Regions from separate parts of the Cyprinus carpio genome. Here region 1 is linked to region 2. The links are chromatin contacts, called in public Hi-C maps. All regions are on one chromosome and are shown on one strand. The core of a region is the stretch at or near the end of the contact, and the rest is flanking DNA. Distances in the headings are between cores, read along the strand shown.

Evidence for each region. A called contact is a pair of places that touch in the nucleus more often than the background predicts.
Region 1: a Hi-C map of skeletal muscle shows a contact between it and region 2, with 2.2 times the contacts expected there. The contact joins the enhancer-like site here to the promoter of LOC109077241 in region 2. A contact is called at or near these places in 3 of 8 Hi-C or Micro-C datasets (liver and skeletal muscle).

Annotation. Positions count from the first base shown.
Region 1 is chrB2:7,315,208-7,321,876 of ASM1834038v1, forward strand. No RefSeq gene overlaps it. Among protein-coding and RNA genes, the nearest start is that of LOC109077241, 42 kb to the left of the region's middle. Within about 2 kb of position 2,039, at least 2 of the 8 cell types and tissues checked have an H3K27ac peak or open chromatin away from gene starts, as enhancers often do. A contact at or near this core is called in skeletal muscle, where this site is marked.
Region 2 is chrB2:7,271,078-7,278,143 of ASM1834038v1, forward strand. It overlaps LOC109077241 (divergent protein kinase domain 2A-like), which reads left to right and starts at 5,165. Exons shown (of 3, transcript XM_042717926.1): 1 at 5,165-5,495.

The DNA of each region.
Region 1 (6,669 bases), core at 789-3,288, 41 kb after region 2:
GACGCACAGGTCAGGATACTGGTCATGTACAGTACAATTTAAAACATGCTGGAGTCTTTATTTTTATCTGATGGTGAAGAAAAGTCTATGCAGTGCAGCCTTTGCCAATACGAACTGAAGCATCGCAGGCTGTTGAGACTGGAGTTACTGTTGACTGCAGCTTCAGAAGAAAATGGTTGTTCAGACCCTAAATTTGAACACATCTGGACGTTCTGGTCAGAGGACTGTCCAGCTGTGTGGGGTTATATAAACTGTTTCATTATCTGGATGTTTGGTCAGGTTTACAGAGTGAACTTCATGAATCAATTTGGAAGTGGCAAATTTACAGCTGCGAATAATGTTATTCAGTCTCAACGGGAAACTTATGCACATTGCGGCCACTTTGTTGCTGATTATGCAGACAAAAACATCACATCATAAATGTCAGCATGTACTCGGAAGAACCACATGGTTGTGGTTTTCTGAAATTTTAAGCTGTAAGCACAGATGTTACAGCTATATTTCACTGTAAATAGGGGCAGCAGGAAAGAAGCAAATAAACAGCTTCTGGAGGGGAACTGTACTGTTTTTTCTCTGAGCGGGAATGAGAAACTGAGTGAAAACAAAGATAAAACAATTGAGCTCTAAATGACAAGCACCTGACCTGACAGTACCAACAACACCATAAGCTGCTCTATATCTACTGTCTGTCAGCTGAGAGCTCAAATCAGAACACACAAGCTCTTTCTAAACATTAGCTATAGGCTACAGCTGCCGTCTGTAAGAGCATGCTGCAGTAAGATAAATATAAACTCATAAATGACTGATTTGGACACTTTGCACAGGCATTAAAGTTGGTCATGTGTGAGAATATACTTTATCTTCATTCTTCTGATATATTGTGGGTATTTTTTTTAATTTATTTTTAATTTAAATTTTTTTTATGATTTTAAACCATTTATATCAATATTTGTCAGAAGTTTCCAACATCCCATGTTACCTACTCAAGCGGACAAGCGGCTTGTGAAATGGATGGATAGATAATTTTGAGGTAAAATAGTACATTTTTAATGATTTGAAACTAATTTCATTTTATTCAAAGTTTTCAATATTAAACTAATTGTATTTATAATTCTCCTTTGATTTATATTTTAAGTGAACTAAATATATGTAGCACACACAATTTTTTTCAATATTAGATGAATTATAAGATGAATTACTATCATGCTTATTAAAAAAAGTATAGGATTATAAATAAAAGTATTTGAGCCCCAAATAATGAGCCATGCATTTTTAGGTTAGTGAGCAATATACAGTAAACCCAAAATTGTAGAAAATGTTGATAATAAATATACGTAGGAAACGATTTTAGAGGTAAAATAGTCATTTTTAAATTGTTTTTATTTTACTGATATGTTTCCGAATTTATATTTTTTTGGGGTAAAATAAATAGTTAAATTATTTCAAGCAATTTTATAGTTCTTCATGTGTATAAGTAAATTTATAATCCACATTTCGTCCACCATCTTGGATTTGTATTATTCTATGAGCTAAATGTGTATATGTTACACAATTTGGGGGTAAAATAGTCAATGTCTAATCATTTTAAACAAGTTTTACTGATAATTTCCAGTATTGCATGAACTATAAGCTTTTTTATAACAGTTCACCATCTTGACATTATATCTTTCGAAGACTGAAATGGATGAGAATAAATTGTTGAATGAAGTTGTTATTTTTTGTTTTCTTTGCGCACAAAAAGTATTCTCATAGTTTCATAAAAAAAACAAACACAAAAAAAAAAAAAAAAAAACGGTTGAACCACTGATGTCACATGGATTATTTTAACAATGGCCTTACTATGTTTCTGGGTCTTGAATGAGTCAGTTGCATTGCTGTCTATGGAGGATCAGAAAGCTCTCGGATTTCATCAAAAATATCTTAATTTATGTTCCGAAGATGAACGAAGGTCTTTCGACATGAGGGTGAGTAATTAATGGCAGAATTTTTATTTTTGGGTGAACTAACCCTTTACCTAAATATATACAGTATATCAGACACAGTTTTGGGGAAAATAGTTTTTAATGCAAACATTATCATTATTATTTAATTGTGTTATTATTGCTAGCTTTCAGTAATTAATGAGTTATAATTATAATCAACATTTTGTCCATCACCTTGTATGTTCCTGCATTATGATTCTGCCGTTTGATGAATTTGGTAATAAGATTGGCAGCAAAATGTAGTTGTCTACCATTTGAAACAAGCTTTTCATCTGGATTACATCTGTGGTATCTTAAAATGGTACATATGCAGGCAGCTCACTAGGTTTTGAAACAGAGCTACAGTCTTTTCTGTCAGCGTGGCCCTGTGAGATGGCCACAGGCACTGAGGTTAGAGAAACAGAGAGTGCTTGGAAAACCAACACAGCGGGGCGTCTGAACAGCTGTGCCCCCATTACTCTCACTGCCCACATGACCACCCCATAGAACACACATAGGATGTGATTACTATTGACCTGAGCAGAAGAAGAAAAAAAAAAGAACACCATCCACACCCCCCTGGGGGACTTTTAGAGCTGTGTTGGCCTCATGATTACAGCTCTGAGTGTTTGTGCGTGTGTGTGTGTGTGTGTGTGTGTGTGTGTGTGTGTGTGTGTGGAACTACACACTGACCCCGCTGCCATCCATCTCTATTACTGGCACAAATAACACAACACTGCAGGACACAGTGTTGTTCGGTTCTTTCTCATTGCTCTTGTCCTTAACCACAAACTTCAAAAAGTCTCAGTTTTATTTAAAGGCAGAAATCACTGACATTTTTTTTTTAAAATTTACTCTTTATAATGTCACTCTAAACTTGTTTTGCACTTTTTCTTTCATGGAATGCAAAAGAAGGTATTAAGCAGAACGTTCATGCTGGATTTTTCCATGTACATGTGATCAGAGACATTGACACAAACATTAATGACCTAATGATGCATTAGGCCAGGTTTGATTGACATCACTAAGAATTCAGTGTTAACTGTGTGTGATATAATGTAGAATATAATGTACAATATGTGCTACTTCAGCTAAGACCTTGGTGACTGCACAAGTCCTCAGCGAAGACCTTGGCATCTAGTCAAGCCCTCGGCACAGATCCCTACAGCCAGCTATGAACGAGTTGGGCCAGGACCAGCTGGGACCAAAATGCAGTTTTTTCAAGAAGGACTTTCGTTGTCCTTAAGGCCAGTAATAAGCCAGTCATCTATTACTGGCTAAAGACCAGCTCTTCCTTTGTTTTTCGATCTGCTGGACACAATACAACTCTTCCTTCCCACTTAATGCTGGTATGATTATCTCGATCAGTATCACACCAAGTTCATTCACTTGGGCATGAGGAGAACTGGTCCACTAACTTTTTTTTTTTTTCTGTCACCTGATGGAGTTTGGGTTGCTTGCCACGATCACCTTCTGGCTTGCTTAGTTGGAGTCTGAAAGACACTTTTAATAATTTATTGACATGACCGCATTGACTGACACAATGAGAACACAGATTAAGATTAAGCTAGATGTTGGCACTATGATTTTTCTGCAGAATTGCTTTATAGCTGAATCTTACGACATCAAAACTGGTATTGAACTGGAATGAATCAACATTAAACTGACTGGAACTGAATAACAAAATTGTTGCCTATATTGTAGAACTGCCTATAGCTTTTGCCATATCTCGTCTAAACGCTATCCTTTCTAGTGAAATTTGAAAATAACACGAAACCAAATATGAAACTGTTATGGAAAGATAACAAAACTGAACTTTTTAAAATTATAATTTTGACAAATGTATTTTTTTATTACGTTTATATATTTAAAATAATATTATAATATTAATATTTTTCATGTAAATACATGCACATATTTAAAATATGAATTTTATAAAACAATATCAAATTGACCATATTTATTTTTATGGACCAATTTCAACTTTGCAGGGACCTCAAAAGTGGAAGTCATCATAGTTGGTTATACTTTTACAGTGGTGAATGGATAGTACAACAAAACATTATGTTTTGCATTTACATTTTCAGGAATTAAAAAAAAAAAAAATCCACACTGGCGTTTCTATGTCTTTACAAGATAGGAGAAAAATATTAGAGAGAAATAAGTCAAATTTGCTGTTATTCCCTCAGATGTTGTGTTAGAAACCCTCAGGCAGCAGTGTTAAAGGGATAGTTCACCCAAAAATGAAAATTCTGTCATTAATTACCTCATGTTATTCCAAACAAGACCTTCATTCATCTTTGAAATTTTTGATGAAATCTGAGAGCTCTCTGACCGTGCATAGACAACAACGCAACTGACACATTTAAGGCCCAGAAAGGTAGTAAGGACTGATAAAATAGTCCATGTGAGATCAGTATTTTAACCTTAATGTTATGAAGCTACGAGAATACTTTTTGTGCACAAAGAAAACAAAAATAAAGACTTTATTCAAAAATTTCTTCTCTTTCATGTAAGTCTTTGCCACGCGTTCAGGGGAGTATCACAACACATGCAGGGTCAGAAAGCTCTCTGATTTCATCAAAAATTAATTTGTGTCAGAAGACGAATAAAGGACTTACAGGTCTGGTTCGACATGAGGTTGAGTAATTAATGACATAATTTGCAGCCAATCACATGGCAGCAAATCAATGCATTTATGCATTTAGACAAGGTCAAAATTATCTGCTGCTGTTCAAGTGACTTGTGGTGTTATAATATAAGTGACTTTGAATGTGGCATGGTTGCTGGTGCCAGACAGGCTAGTCTGAGTAATCCAGAAACTGCTGATCTCCTGGGATTTTCATGCACGACCATCTCTAGGGTTTACACAGAATGGTCCGAAAAAGAGAAAATATCCAGTAAGCAGCAGTTCTGTGGGCGAAAAAGACTTGTTTATGCCAGAGGTCAGAGGAGAAAAGCCAGACTGGTTCGAGCTAATAGAAAAGCAACTGTAACTCAAATAATCACTGGTTACAACCACGGTATGCAGAAGAGCGTCTCTTAACTCACATCATGTCAAAAGCAGCTGAGGCTAAAATTTGCACAGGTTCACCATACAGTAATTGCACAACAGAAGATTCAAAAAAGAAAAAGGTCACCTGGTCTGATGAGTCTTGATTTCTGGTTGGGTCAGAATTCGGCATAAACAATTTGAAAGCATGAATCTATCCTGCATTGTACCAGGGTTTCAGGCTGCTGCTGGTAGTGTAATGGTGTGGGAAATATTTTCTTGGCACACTTTGAGACCCTTAGCACCAATTAAGCACTGTTTACAGTAAATGCCACAGCCTACCTGAGTGTTGTTGCTGACCATGTCCATCACTTTATGATCACAGTGAACCCATCTTGTGATTGCTACTTCCAGCAGGATAACACGCCATTTCTCAAAGCTCTAATCATCTCTAACTGGTTTCTTGAATGTGATAATGACTTCACTATATGAGGCCTCTATAGTCACCAGATCTCAATCCAACAGAGCAACTTTGGGATGTGGCGGAACAGAAGTAAATGTTGCAACCTTCATTTAAAACATTGTCAGATGATCAAGATTTAAACATGCAATCTCTTGCAGATGTGATAATGTCAAAGAACACTCCTCTGTCACAGAGTTACTCTTTTTATGAAAGGGATTGAGCCCATCTAAAGGTGAAATGCTAGAATTGCTGCAGGCTACATTTATATTACTTTTAAAGTGTTTTTTTTTCTATTCTTTTTAGCTTGACAGTCATGTTACTGCTTACTTTTTTTGTATGGAAACTTAATACTTCACTTCAAGAAACAGAGCAGATATTCTGCAACCTCTGAATAAACATGTGTCCAAATACATCAACAATTAAACGTTTGAGATATTTGACTTTGTTGGTGGTGAGTATAATGAATGTCCAATTTCCCTTCCACAGTTCCTCCCTTCATCTTTGACTTTTTAAGCAATAAAGCTCGACTAAGGGCTTGAAAACCTCTGTTGAGCCTTTTTGTGCTGAATCTTCTATTTTCACCTTTGAGAGCAGACCAGGACTTCCATCTCTATTAAATGAATGAAGAGTAAAGACCTGAGGTGCATCCACAGATCAAATGCATCGACATGCTGACTCAGGCTCAGGATGCTCTGAGACGCCGGCAACTCTTTAGCATGGCAGCGCCGATCAATAGAGCAAAGCTTGTGATTCAGGACGGCGCCGTGCCGAGCCAACAAATTGGAATGCTTGGACTTCATCTTTTGATCAACATTTCACTCTGATGAAGATCAGTGGCGAATCAGTGCAGAGCAACATGTTGTTGACAACATGCGTCTCCCACAGTGAGCTCACTTCCAAGGATGATTACAAAAGGTCACTGGGTTTCAACTATATGTGGATTGAGGGGCTTACAAACTTCTGTAGACAAATGTAATTTGAATGAATGAAATGACACTTATCAAGGGTGACATTTAGGATGTTATTTTTACATTTCAAATACATGCTGTTTTTTTTTTAAACTTTTAAGAATCCTGAAAAAAGATCTTGGTTTCCACAAAAATACTAAGAAGCACTACTAATTTCAACACTGATAATGATAAGAAATGTTTCATGAGCAACGGATCAGCATGTTAGAATGATTACTAATGATTTTGATAATTTTTGATAAGAATGATCATGTGACATGCTGAAAATTACATTTTAAAAATAAT
Region 2 (7,066 bases), core at 3,915-6,414:
AACTGTCATGGAGTGGTACTTTTTGAAAAGATACACTTTTATACCTTAAGGTACCAATATGAACCCTTTAGGTACAAAGGGTTTTCTTTCTTTTTTTTCTGAGAGTGTATAGTGCTCCAGATGGTAGCTGTGGTGTAGTGTGTTCTGTGAGATGGGGGTGTGAACCGGTTTTGACCCCTTCAGATTAATTATTGTTATTGACTGTTTGTACCTGCTATAAACCTTTGGCTTATAGCATAAAGAGCATTTCAGAATGAGCCATAAAACAATGAACTACTTTACAAAGCACATTCAAATTCAACACCACAATATTCAATGATATTCAACTCCTATTTTTGTAACATCTTGTAACTTGGTACTGCATCTTGGTACTGATTTCTGTCACATAAATATGTATATAAAAGTAAGGGAACACAAAATGTCAGAGTTTTGATATTCATGAGCTTTATTGCCTGTTCTGTGCTCTTTCATATAAAATGTAAAATATCATTATAGAATAAACTTATTGAGTACACTCTTCAGCGGACTCTAAAATCATAAGTTGCTGACAATAAATCTGTTATTCATTACTGGTCAAATGTTTGAGAAATTAAGTTTTTTTTTTTTTTTTACGTTCTTGAATGAAATCTCTTATTATTATTAATTTCTCTTCTTTCTTTAAGAAAATCTTACTTACCCCAAACTTTTGGATGGTAGTGTATTATGGTTTTCACAAAAATATGAAGCAGCGCAAGAGTTTTCAACATTGATAATAATAAGAAATGTTCCTTGAGCAGCAATTCAACATATTATAATGATTTCTGAAGGATCATGTGACACTGAAGACTGGAGTAATGATGCTGAAAATTCAGCTTTGCATCACAGGAATAAATATTAAATACATTCAAATATAACAATGTTTTTATATATATATATATATATATATATATATATATATATGTTTGAATACGATTTAAAATATTTTGATAAGGGCAGCCTTGGAGAACACAATAGACTAATAATAAAATATATATATAAATTTTCATTAAAATCAATTCAAAGAAATTTTAACCTTTCATTGAAGTAAACAATTGAAATATCTCATGATGAAATAAATGTTTTTAAATAAATGCATATAAATGCATAAATCTCTGAATTATATTCCCATTCATATTTACAAGGGTATTTTTTTTTTTTAGCACACCAGGGTGACTAGGAACATTAAATTGTCCAGCAATGACTTCCTGCTCCACAGTATTATAAATATGAGGAAAACAAAGGCCAAATTTCTTTAATCATCCATCACAAGGAGTTAAACCAAAGAATATATGCTCTGATGTGCAGAACAAGATTGCTGAGCTCCTCAAAATAGAAAGTGGCCGTAAGAAAAGAGCTAAAGCATTGAAATCCCCATTTCCACCATCAGGGCAATAATTAAGAAGTTCTAATCAACTAAAGATGTTACAAATCTACCTGGAAGAGGACGTGTGTCTATAGCGTCCTAATGCACGGTGAGGAGGAGAGTTTGAGTGGCCAAAGACTCTCCAAGCATCACAGCTTGAGAACTGCAGAGAGTAGTTGAGTCTTATGGTCAGAAAGCCTAAAAAAATAAAAACAATAAAACAGCCATCAAACAATCACCACATGTTGTTCGAAAGCATTTCAAGAAAAAAACTCCTTGCTCATCCAAAAACAAACTCCAGCATATTCAGTTGTCAGACACAACCAAATGGCACTGGCTTCTATTGTCAGATGAAACTTAAAAAAGAGCTTTTGGCAGCAAAACCACCAGATGGGTTTAGTACAAACAGGGATAAAACGTACCCCATGTCTATGTTTAAATATACTGCTGGATCTTTAATGTTGTAGTGCCTGGTTTTCTGCCGGAGATTCTTGGCATCATACATTCTATCAAATACCAACAGATAAAAAATCTAAACCTGACTGCCTCTGTTAGAAATCTTAAAATGGGCCGTGGTTGGATCTTCCATCAGGATAATAATTCTTACGGCCCATCTAGGGGCAGCATAGAAACTATTCTTAGACATAGGCTTTGTTTCAGGGAGTTTATTACAATAAAGATAGAAAGAAAAGATTGGGAAAACCTCACATTCCGACAAGGCCAAAGCAATAACCAAAACCCCAATCTCAACCATCCCTCTTTCTAACGTCATCAAAAGAAAAGAAAAAGAAATTACATAATTATAAGAAAAAAATTGGCATCTAAACCCTACATCCCAATAAGCTATTATTCACAGGAATTTACAACAAATAATCAAATACTACAAACAAGAAAAATACAATCTCAACAAATGAAACAAACAGAAATAACAAAAGGACAAGTAAGCCAATGTCTAAGAGTTCCAATACAAACTTTTGCCATGGCCATCCCAGTCCTCTGACCTGAACCCTCATAGAAAATGAGTGTGGTGAACTGAAGAGAAGAAGCACCAACATGGAGCTGTGAATCTGAAGCATCTGGAGAGATTCTGGATGAAGGAATGGTCTCTGATCTCTTGTCAGGTGTTCTCCAAACTCTTCAGGCATTATAGGAAAAAACCCAGAGCTGTTATCTTGGGAAAAGGACATTGCAATAATTGGGAGCCAATAATTGTGGTTAACATGAATTAGAGAAAGCATTTATTTCACAGTGAGACTTTCCTAGCACTTTCAATTGCTTTACTTCAATGACAGTTTAGAATTTTGTGTTTTTTTTTTTTGTTTTTTTTTTTTTTAATGAAAGATCAAAAGGATAAACAATGCAGACTTATTTTCAAAGCCGCCTTTGCTCATATTTACAAAGGGTGCCAATATTAGTGGAGGGCACTAATATATATATATATATATATATATATATATATATATATATGTACAGTAGTTTGCTTAATGGCTTTGGTTTGGCTTTAAGTAACCTTAAAGGCAAAGATCAGTTTTGATGTAATGGCATATGGTCAACAAATAAAACACAAGGGAGCAGCTACTTAACAGTCAAAGTCACCCAGGATAATGAGCCGAAGCTCTGTGAGTGTGTGTATGAGTGGTTTGTCTCATCTGTCGGCTAATTATCTCTGCGCTGGTGGTGAATGAAATCTGACTGCAGACGGCATGGATCTTCTCCCTCCTCTGGCTCTCTTAATGGACTCAATAATGGGATGATATTCTTATCATTCTTGTCTCTGCTCATCTGGAACATCAGGTTAATGACTCTGATTGGTTCGTGGCCACAGAGGTTCACCAGACGGCCTCTGGAGAACTCACTCATACTCAAAAGATATATTTCGTGAAAGGTTTTAGGGGTTAGGATTTGGATGCAGGATCACCATATTGGCAGCATCTTCAGTTGGCTGCATTCTTTTCTCAGTGTTTCAATCTTCAACATTCAGGCAAAATAATAATCACAAATATACAGAAAGAACAAATAACAACTTATGAATATGGTATATGATGTACCATTAAAAGAAATAATTGAAAGAAAATAACAATTCATTAAAAAGGTCATTGAGTCTTATAAATTTGTATGCAGTTAAAAGGTAGACTCTTAATAAAAATGGTTCTAAACAGTACCAGATTCACTGGGTTTTTCAGCTTCTTATAACAGCAGAAACCTTTTTGGTGCTAAATAGAACCAATTTTTTTATAAGGTTCTTTAAAGAACCATACTTTAAAAGTGCTATAGAACCTTAAAAGTGTTAAAAATAACTTTTTCAATAAAATTTTACTTTCATCAGTATTTTTACATTATTTAATAATATTAATATTTTACCTCTATTTTTTTTGCCTGGTTTTTATAACATCTTGAAGTAAAAAATACCAGCAAGCCTTGTCAATATGTTTATTTTTGACAACATTGTCACAAAAAAGACAAACAAAGTTTAAGTTATAACAGTAATATCATGAAATGTTATTACAAATAACTGTTTTCTATTTTAATATTCTATTTAAATACTATATTCTATTTTAATATATGTTGAAGTTTATGCCTCTAATGGCACAGCTGAATTTTCACCAGCCATTGCGCCAGTCTTCAATGTCACATGATTCTTCAGAAATCATTATAATAAAAGCATTAAAAAATAAAAATGAAAATAAAAAATCTGTCATTTTAGAAAACTCCAGCAATATGGATCACAAATTAAATATACGTGTTACTTACTTGGTCGAGAACAGGGTAGAAGTAACTGAGCATGTTCACATTAACGTGTTCTGTTTTAAAAAAAAAAAAAAAAAAAAAAAAAAGTAATGTAATTTTTTTTTAAACATGTATTAAAATAAATACTGACATGGCTTTGAAAAAAAAAAAAATACAAAAAATGCAACTGGACATGTCCCACAATTGTCTTTTAGAGCCAGTGAATAAGGTTCGTAAAATAAAGTCAGAAACCACTAGATGTCACCAGAGTACTGATATCTGGTTGTATTTTGTAATGAAGAGCGATCCACGGTTTTGTTTCAAGGCTAACTCCTTTGAAAATGATATACATATATTTCTGTTTTAATTGATTTGTATTAATCATCGTGCTTTCATTAAAAAATTTAATATAAGGTTAAACCGAGCCAGTTTTTCGAAGCTATATTTGCATGTTCTGTTCATTCACAGTCTAGTCATATATCGTGGAAAATAATAATACTAAATTGTATAAAATCCAAAAATGTGTTTGCTTATGTAATCAGCGTAATACTTTCATTGAATAATTTGATATAAAGTTTATCCGGAGCCAAAATAAAGCTATCTGCATATTCATTCAAAGTCAAGTCATAAACTGTGAAAAATAATAATACTAAATTGTATAAAATCCCAAAATGTGTTTGCTTATGTGATTTCCCTGCGTTATTGTTTGATTTCCTACGCATAAATAAAAGGAAATGAATGTTCACGTCCTCATGGGAACTCAAAATAATTGCGTGGGGGAAAAAAGCGATAGACAAAAGTGGCTTTCAATCTCTCCACTCTCATCAATTGCAATTTCGCTTACGTGGAACTGTATGAAACTCTTTATTGAGTAATGTGGGCGTTCAACTCAAATGATATTCACTGATTTTCATTCACCTACAATCTGACACAGTGTTCAAATGTAGCAGCTGTCCACCACGAAACAGGTTTTTTTTTACACAGGTCAGGGTCATGTTGGACAGTCTGCTCTTCACCTGAGGATGCACTCCTACATGAGGACGTGAAAGCTGCAGCGCTCTAGAGATCGGGGGAGGAGTTACAACACGATCACCTTAGTAACCAGTAACGTAAACTGACCAGAAGGGTCGTAAATACGAAACCCGATCCGCGAAGTCGGATCTTTTGTGCAGCTGCTTCAACGCTCGCAGACTGAACTTGTATCGAGATTGAGAAGACAACCCCTGCAAATTTTTATAGAAATAAAGAAAAAACTATAGCAGTGTGCACGCAACATACGGACAACGTGGGAAAGCATCGATGCGCGCGAGACAGGAGTTCCTAAATAGACAACGGAAGCTTCCTCGAGCGACTGGAATAAACCGGGAATTTCACTCATTTTTATTCGGTAGGTTTTGGGATTTGCATGTCATCATTTCATGTGCTCATTTTCATATTTGCAGTGATTTCAACCATGAATTTTTTATGAATTTACGAACTTTGCATCGAGGCGGCGAAAGTAACTTCAGTTGATTGCTGTTCTCCAGTAAGTTACAGCGAATGAATCGAGAAAGTTTGCAATTTTGGACCGGAGATAATGGATCACACGTTGCTCAAGCATGTTTATTATTATTATTATTATTATTGTTGTTGTTGTTATTATTACAGTTAACATGCAGATATAGCTATCATGTTATTCTTATTGACCACCAGCGGTTAAAATGATTAGATAAACAACATGTTTTCGTTAACAGGTTTTGGGATTGTGTACCTTATAGTAACTTATTTCACATAAGTTACACACGTCTGTGGTTTATATATAACGATTGCGCTAACAAACAAAGTTCCTGAGTGCATTACTTAACTTAGTCTCGTTTCTATTGTTTACCTGCTGTTGTGCTCTCTTATCCGCAGTATGAGGCGTCATTACAGATTTGACGCGATTAAAGCGTGCGCGTTTCTGATTGACGTGCCGAGGTGATTGTTGTCTTCAGCGGTCAAGCTGGTCATAGTTTGTGTTTTTTGTTTGTGTTGTGTTTAAAGCAAAACCTGTAAAGGGTTTTCTGACTATAATTCACTTGTAATGAGAACTTAAACCAGTTATGTTCTTTTTATGTTACGTTCAGAAATCTCAAGTGATTGTAATATTTAGTTGTAATAATAATAATAATGTATGTAATGTTTAAGTTGAAAGCTGAGCTACACAGCACTAAAATACTCGGGTGGTTGAAGCGCAGCTTTCAAACAAAGCTCAAGTCAAGTTTCTCAGAGAGCTGTTTCGCGGTCCAGTTCCGGAAGCCTATCAGCAATTTCTTATATTAGAGTCACTACGGAAGTGGGTGACACACCACATGAGAAGTCCAACTTTTTTCTGTATTTTAGGGATAAGTTGTGTTAAAGAGAGAGTTCACCAAAAAATAAACATTTTCTACTTACCTTCGTGTTTTTTTTTAAAACTCTCTTTCATCTCTGGAACAAAGAATGAGATGTTTATGTCTTTCTTTGATTTATAGTAACTAGTAACTTTATAGTATTATCTCCCATATGTTGACAGCATCGTATTGATGAATCATTTTAGTTTGTTTTTCCCAAAAACACTATCCTATTCCTTTAGAAGACTAGGAATACGTTGCATGATCCGAATAGACTATTTTGATTATGCTTTTACAGTGTTGTTTTGTCCTTTTTGGTTTGATAGTCCTTTTGTATGGAGGTGAGCAATATTAATATCCCTTGCGTTTTTAAGAAGTTTCACATATACACGACAACGTTTTCAAAACGATTCGCGTTTACACACATCCTCGAAATTGACCAAAAGCGCTGTATTATGTATGCCAGGCCAGTAGTTGGCGCTCTCACCTTGTTAGTAAACAGTACATTTAGGGAAGTGACGATTATTTGTTGTATATGATGCATCTCCGCAAAGCGGCAACCTCCCGCTTCCTCTTGTGAAGCCAACAAGGAAGTGACTAAAACTGC